Regions from separate parts of the Sus scrofa genome. Here region 2 is linked to region 1. A link is a contact called in public Hi-C data. All regions are on one chromosome and are shown on one strand. The core of a region is the stretch at or near the end of the contact, and the rest is flanking DNA. Distances in the headings are between cores, read along the strand shown.

Region 1 (3,123 bases), core at 405-2,904:
CTTCCTGAACAGCAAGGATGGGCCAAATGCGGGGCAAGGCCCAGTCTCCTCAAGGGGGAGCTTGAGCCCCAGAGGACGGCACCACTGAGAGGAGATGGACTCGGGCCAGCAACTCAGCTCAGCTCGGAACATTTTCGTGAGGGACACACCCAAGGAGCCCAGGTAGAGCAGCCAGTGGGCAGCTGGGCCTGAGAGATGGCAGACGCTGGTGATGAGAACCGGGGAAGGTTGCTGAGGGTGGAGGCCAGACGAGAGAGGCTGTGAACGAGGGGCCAAGAGGACAGCAGCAGGGGGAGCCCAGACGGGGTGTTGTGCAGGCAAGGTGTGCTGGGACCCTCCAGGCCTCCAGCCTTGTCCACGGGAGATGGCACGGCCTCGCCCAGAGCTGCTGAGCAAAGCGGGAGAGCAGCGCGCGTGACGGGGAGCGGAGCTTGCCCCGGCCAGGGCTCAGGAGGGTGAGAGCTTGCAGCAGCCCGTACCTGCGGCAGCGTCGCAGCGGCCTCGCGCACCCTCCCAGAGTGAGCGCGCGAGCTTGGCGCCACCTGCTGGTCCCACCAAGAAAGCCCAGAAGGCCCTGCTGCCCCACTAGATCCCAGACTCCAGGGAAGAGCTGAAAGAGCCAGGCTGCCACCTGGGGAGCAGCTGCTGCACCGGCTTACCCTGACAACTAAAGGAGCCAGCACCAGCTGGGAGAGGGGGGTCCCCAAGCTTGCAAAGGGCAGCATGAGATCTGGGATTTGGTCAGCCTCTGTCTCTCTGTGTGGAGGACCACAACCCCCCACCCCGGCCCCGTGCCCCTCGCCTGGGACAGGCCTGCTCGTGGGTAATGACGGCAACCCCAGCTCTAGCCCGAGGCCTCAGGGCTAGGACTCCAGAGCTGCCCAGGATCCCAAGAAGGAGGCCCAGCCAGTGCTCCCCTCTGCAGCTATTACAGTGCAGGGAGGGCCCAGCCTCAGTGATTTCCCCTTTGACGCATTAACTCCTTCTAGGCCTGGGCAAAGTGGCCATCCAGGGTGAAGAGGGAGAACTCCCCCACTAGGGGCTGGCTGGACAAGGAAGTCCTCACCCAGGTACACAAAGGGCTGCTATCAAAAGCTCAGTGCTTCCTACCCTTAGCGCAGAGCAACAAAGCGAAACCCAGAGACCACTCACAGCCCGAAGGGTTTGGGAACCGAGCCTGCCGGCCTAGCGACCCACCCACTCGGGCCACGGAGGACTAAGTACGCGCGGGATGGGGGTCGTGGCCGATTCTGGGAATGGGCCGACCCTAGAAGGTACCGGCCGGCAGGACGGGGACTGGTTTAGGGCCCACACGTGGCTCACGCAGGGGGCCGGGCCCCGAGCTCGCTCCCAGTGCCTTCCCCGAGCCCCCTAGCCCGTCCCGCTCCGCCCCGCCTCGCAGTCCCTCGCTCACTTTCCGGAAGCCCGTGCCGCTTTCCTCCATGACCGCCGCCAAGTTGTGCGTTCTCAGAAGCCCGGCCCCCGCGCCTCCAGCCAATCGACCCGTAGCGCGCCTTCTGAAGCCTCGCCCCTGCGCCCCCCAGCCAATGGGGTCGCCGCGCGCGCCCACTCCCTCGCCCTAATTGGTCCTAAGCGAGCGCACCGCCCCCGCAAAGCGTCCTGGGAGTCGTAGTTTCCGCCAGGCCTTCCCGGCGCGCCCCGCTCTTCCTGGATACTGAGGGGCACCGCGGCCGCCAGCCCCCGCGGCAAGCGGGCGGGGTTCCTAGGCGCGAGGCCTGGGGCGGGGGCGGGAGCGGCCCCTCCGCTAGACGCCCCGCCCCCGAGAGCATCCTCCTCCCGGATCCTGGGCTTCGGCGACCCCGAGGATCACCCGCCCCCGCCCTCTCGGGGCCTCCCGCCAGTTGAAGCAACTGTTTGCTCCTCATTCCGCGGTTGCTGAGGGCGTAGGGTCTGTGTGCGCCCCCCTGCGCTGTCGGGGGCTCTCCGTAGACCCCAGGGGGAGGCTTACAGCCAGCAAGGACTGGGGCAGGGGAGCAGGAGCCAGCAGCCCACTTCCCCAGCCTCCCCGCCTCCGGGTGAGGCCTGTCTGGGAGCTTTGCCGGAAGCCCCGCCAGCCCTTCCCTCATGGAGGAGCTCCAGCGCGCCTACAGCCGGCTGTGCAAGGAGAGCGGGGCCGAGCCCCAGGAGGCCGTCCTGCAGCGGCTGCACGGGCTGCTGCGGGGCCGGCTGGACCTGGCCACACAGAGCTTGACGCTGGACACCTGCAGGGCTCTGGGCAAGCTGCTGCAGAAGGAGGCGCTGCTGACGGAACTGGTCCTGAGTGACTGCATGCTGAGCGACGAGGGTGGGCACCGACGGACCGCAGTGGCCACAGCAGCCCTTGCAGCTTCGAAGGGCGGGCAGGGGTCGGCGTCCCTGGGCTTGTTTGCCCTGCTGCTCAGCACCCCCAGGCCTTGGTGCTCGGTGGCCCGCCTGTCCTCTTCTTTGGGAGTCTCCCCTTCACTGTAGTCAAAGCAAGCAGCAGCATTCACTCGGGAAACTGGGGAGCATCTCTCTGTAGCGAAAAAACCTTAGCGCCCCCAGCCAGCTGGCTTAGGAGAGTCCGCATGGGGGGGGGTCTGCAGCCGGACTCCGCACCTGCCGCGTGTCAAACCTGACACAGGAGTGGGGCGACTGACTCATTTTTGGCATGAACCCTGGCTGGTCGGGGACCCTCGTCCCTTCCCTCCGTCTGGGGAGCTGCCCCTGATGGAGCCACCAGGAGCGGAGAGTGACTGTCCTGGTCCCTTACAGGAGCCACGATGTTGCTGCAGGGACTGTGTGTCAACACCGTGGTGCGGTTTCTGGATCTAAAGGTGGGTGGATCTGCGCTTAGGGCCCTGCCCCCCGGCCAGGGAGAGTAGCGAAGCTGCAGTTGTCCTGGGGCCCGGGGATCCCGATGGCGGCGAGAGATGGTGTCTGTACGCACTGACTCTCAGTCTCCTGCACGTGTGCCAGTGTTCTGAGGGCAGGAATGTGAGTTCCAGAGCATTCCACAGCAAACCAAGAGCCTGCATCAGGGGGCCACTGTGGTCAGGGAAAGCAGAATCTGAAAGGATTCCGCGCTTCCCGCCCATAGCTCGCTGTGACCTCACCCACTTCCCAATGAGGGTGTTCGGAGCC
Region 2 (3,123 bases), core at 435-2,934, 170 kb before region 1:
ACCCTTCCTCAGTCCCCAGGCCTTCATGCACTGTGCCAAGACCCAGCCCCCTTCATTCCTGGCTGAGGCATTTTTAGGTCTTGTGAATTCAGTTACAGTTACGTACACAGAGGCGGCCCAGCCCAGGGAGAAGCCCCCCCGCCCATCTGTCTCCTCCCCCTCCCCCTCTGCTCCCCGCTATGTCCACACTTCGTGGGCCCGCCTCCCCGCATTTCATATTTACCCCTTCCCATGTCTTCCTGCTGGAGCCCAGCGCAGGCCATCTAGCGCTTCCCCAACTGCTGGAACAGCCTCAGCAAAGGTCCAGAGAGGGAAGGGCCTCCCTGAAGATCACACAGCCGGGAGGAGCTTCCCAGCGGCTCAGATCTGCCCCGCCTTCCAGCGAGAACCTGGGGCTTCTTCTCCAGCCACCCAGAGCAGGCCCATTCCCCCCCCACAGGCTGAAGCTGGCCAAGATCACAGCAAGATCCCAAGGTCACAAGCTTGGGGAGAGAGTAGGGGGCACCTACCCAGATCTGTGCTGCCCACTCGGGTGCCCTGCCCTAGAGAGGTGGGAGGCGAGCTGGAAGAAGGGCGCGAGGAGAGGAGTTCCGTCGTGGCGCAGTGGTGAACGAATCCGACTGGGAACCATGAGGTTTTGGGTTCGATCCCTGCCCTTGCTCAGTGGGTTAAGGATCTGGGGTTGCTGTGAGCTGTGGTGTAGGTCGCAGACGAGGCTCAGATCCCGCACTGCTGTGGCTGTGGCGTAGGCCGGAGGCTACCACTCCGATTAGACCCCTAGCCTGGGAACCTCCATATGCCACAGGCATGATCCTAAGAAGACAAAAAACAAACAAACAAACAAAAGAAGGGTGCGAGGGGAGGGGAGAGGAGGGTGGAGGACGAGGGTCCCTGGGCACCAGTGTCAGAAAGCTACCCCCACCCCCAGCACCTGTGCAAGCAGAGCCAGACGCTCTGACCTTTGCCTCTGACCTTTGCCTTCTGGCCGGTGCCTGAACCACAACAGATAAGCAGCTGTGGGGGCAGGGTTTCAGGTGGGCACGTAAGAATGAGGGTCTCGAGGGCATCCCCAGGACTGCCCGCCTCCTGAGCCTTCAGACAGCAGCAGGGCAGGAACGCGGAGGTCAAGTTACTAAGCGGCAGCTGCCAGAGGGCGTCTCAGGGCACAGGACCACCCTCTGCTCTGGGGGCTGGAGGGTGGGGGAGCCCTGGACGGGTTCCAAGGTCCCCTGAAACAGAAGTAGAGCCGGGAGAAGGGCCCCAAAGACAAAGGTCAGCATCCAACAGGCGGGTAGGGAGGACATTCCAGCGTGACGGCGGCCGGACCGTGGTTGACGGCGGAAGGGTGGCCCAGAGGGAGAGTCGGGGTCTGGTGATGGACTGGCGACCTTAGGACCAGGTGTCCAGCAGGCGCGTGGGCAGAAGAAGTGCATCCGAGAGATGGGAGGGGCTTGAGGGGCTGGGGCTCCGCTGGGGCCCTGGGCACGTGGCCGGGGCACACCAGGAGACCCGCGTGGAACCCTGGGGACTCTTCAAGGGAAAGCAGAGGGCAGTGCACAGAGGAGTGGGAGTGCCAGCCTGGAAGCCACAGCCATGGGAGAACTTTCCAGAAAAAAGTCGCCGGATATTGAAAGGCCAGAAAAGATGAGGCCCCCAAGTATCCACGGAGTCTGGTGACCCTGAGGTCACTGGAGGCTGAGCAAGAGACGTGGGGGGGGGGTAGGGGTGGCAGGAGAGGAAGTGCAAGGGCCTTGGTCCTCAAGCAGCGGTTGAGATGCTGGCTTCGGGCATGAGGGGAGGTGGGCAGAGGAGGGCTCGCGAGGATGGGTCTGGGGGCAGGAGTCTGGGAAGGAGCGGGAGTGGAAGGAGCAGGGCGCCCCCCTTGCAGCACGACCTGCAGTGGAGGTGGTAGGGGGTCGGGCTCTGCGGGGTGCCGGATGAACGATGCTGGAGGGGGCTCAAGGGAGACGACGCGGGACACCTGGGCTTAAAGGGGCAGCCCAGGGGCCGCCCTCCCTGCCTGGCCTGGGCTCCCCACTCCAGTCCAGCCTGCTCTGGACGCGGTGGACGGGTCACCCAGGAGCCACGGTGCGGGGTTAAGTAGGGAATCAGTCCTTCCAGGATTCAGTGCAGCACCGGGGAAAGAAGCGGCGCGGGGCCCAGAGAAGGCGGAGGGAGCGAGACGAAGGCGCGCCGAGGCACAGCCCCCACCCTGCCCCCCTCACCTGTCCCCCCCACCTGTCCATCCAGGGCTCCAGTCCCCGCCGGGAGCTGCAGTGCGCCGTCCGGGGTCCCCCGGGGAGAGCTGCCGAGCGAGCTCTGGGTTGCGGGGCCGGGGGGCCGGCCGGGCGGGAAGGAGGCTGCGAGGCAGGAGCGGGCGCGGGGGCGCGGGCAGCGGCTCCGGGGCGCCGCTCCCCCCCACCCCGCCCCGCGCCCCGGGGCCGCCCCCGCCCCGCCCCCGCCCCCTCCGCGGCGGCCCAGCGTCGCCGCCGGAAAGTTTGCGCGCTGCTGGCGCGGGGCGCGGGCGCGGAGCTGGCGCCGACCCTGATCCGGCAGCGCCGCGGAGACGGGCGGCCGCCAGCCCCCGGCCGAGCGCGCGGAGGACGGCGGGGGGCGCTGAGCGACCGGAGCCGCGCGCGGCGAGCCCTTGGGCCGGACACCGAGGGCATGTTCCCGGCCGCGGGCCGAAGGCGGGAGCGCGGGACCGGCCGGCGCCGACTCTAAGAGTAAGCGGGCGGCCCCGAGGACCCGATTGTCGCCGTCCTCATTCCGATCCGACACCCGGTTCCCACCCCCAGGATGCGCCCTTCCGGCTCGGACCGTCACCCTGGCCCCGCACGTTCGGGAGGGATATGGGTCTGGCCGCTTCCCCGTCCTCTGCCCCTGGGCACGGGGTCGGGGTGCCCGGGGCCGCCGGGCGCTCGGTCCTGCTGCCCCTGTCCGCTCCCTTCTCCTCCATCTAGCACCCCGTTCCCCTACCCCAGCGCATACACAGAACCGCAGAGGCACCCCCAGGGGCGCCGCGGGGTAGGGGTCGCACTGGGCAGCCCGCTCCCTCCTGCTCCCCAAAGCGCGCCAGCAGTGTCCTGGCGAGGTTTCCCCCAAGGGGCCGAGGGGCGTCAG

Evidence for each region. A called contact is a pair of places that touch in the nucleus more often than the background predicts.
Region 2: a Hi-C map of liver shows a contact between it and region 1, with 5 times the contacts expected there. The contact joins the promoter of LOC110255939 here to the promoter of LRRC45 in region 1. A contact is called at or near these places in 3 of 47 Hi-C or Micro-C datasets (liver, mesenteric adipose tissue and subcutaneous adipose tissue) and 1 of 2 datasets of contacts at active chromatin or transcription factors (alveolar macrophages).

Annotation. Positions count from the first base shown.
Region 1 is chr12:990,042-993,164 of Sscrofa11.1, reverse strand. It overlaps LRRC45 (leucine-rich repeat-containing protein 45), which reads left to right and starts at 1,654. Exons shown (of 17, transcript XM_021066372.1): 1 at 1,654-2,305; 2 at 2,755-2,816. The coding sequence starts at 2,086. CENPX (centromere protein X) reads right to left here and starts at 1,547. Exons shown (of 4, transcript XM_021066397.1): 1 at 1,415-1,547. The coding sequence starts at 1,444.
Region 2 is chr12:1,156,610-1,159,732 of Sscrofa11.1, reverse strand. LOC110255939 reads right to left here and starts at 1,684. Exons shown (of 8, transcript XR_002336926.1): 1 at 973-1,684. GCGR (glucagon receptor) reads left to right here and starts at 2,499. Exons shown (of 14, transcript XM_021066445.1): 1 at 2,499-2,726.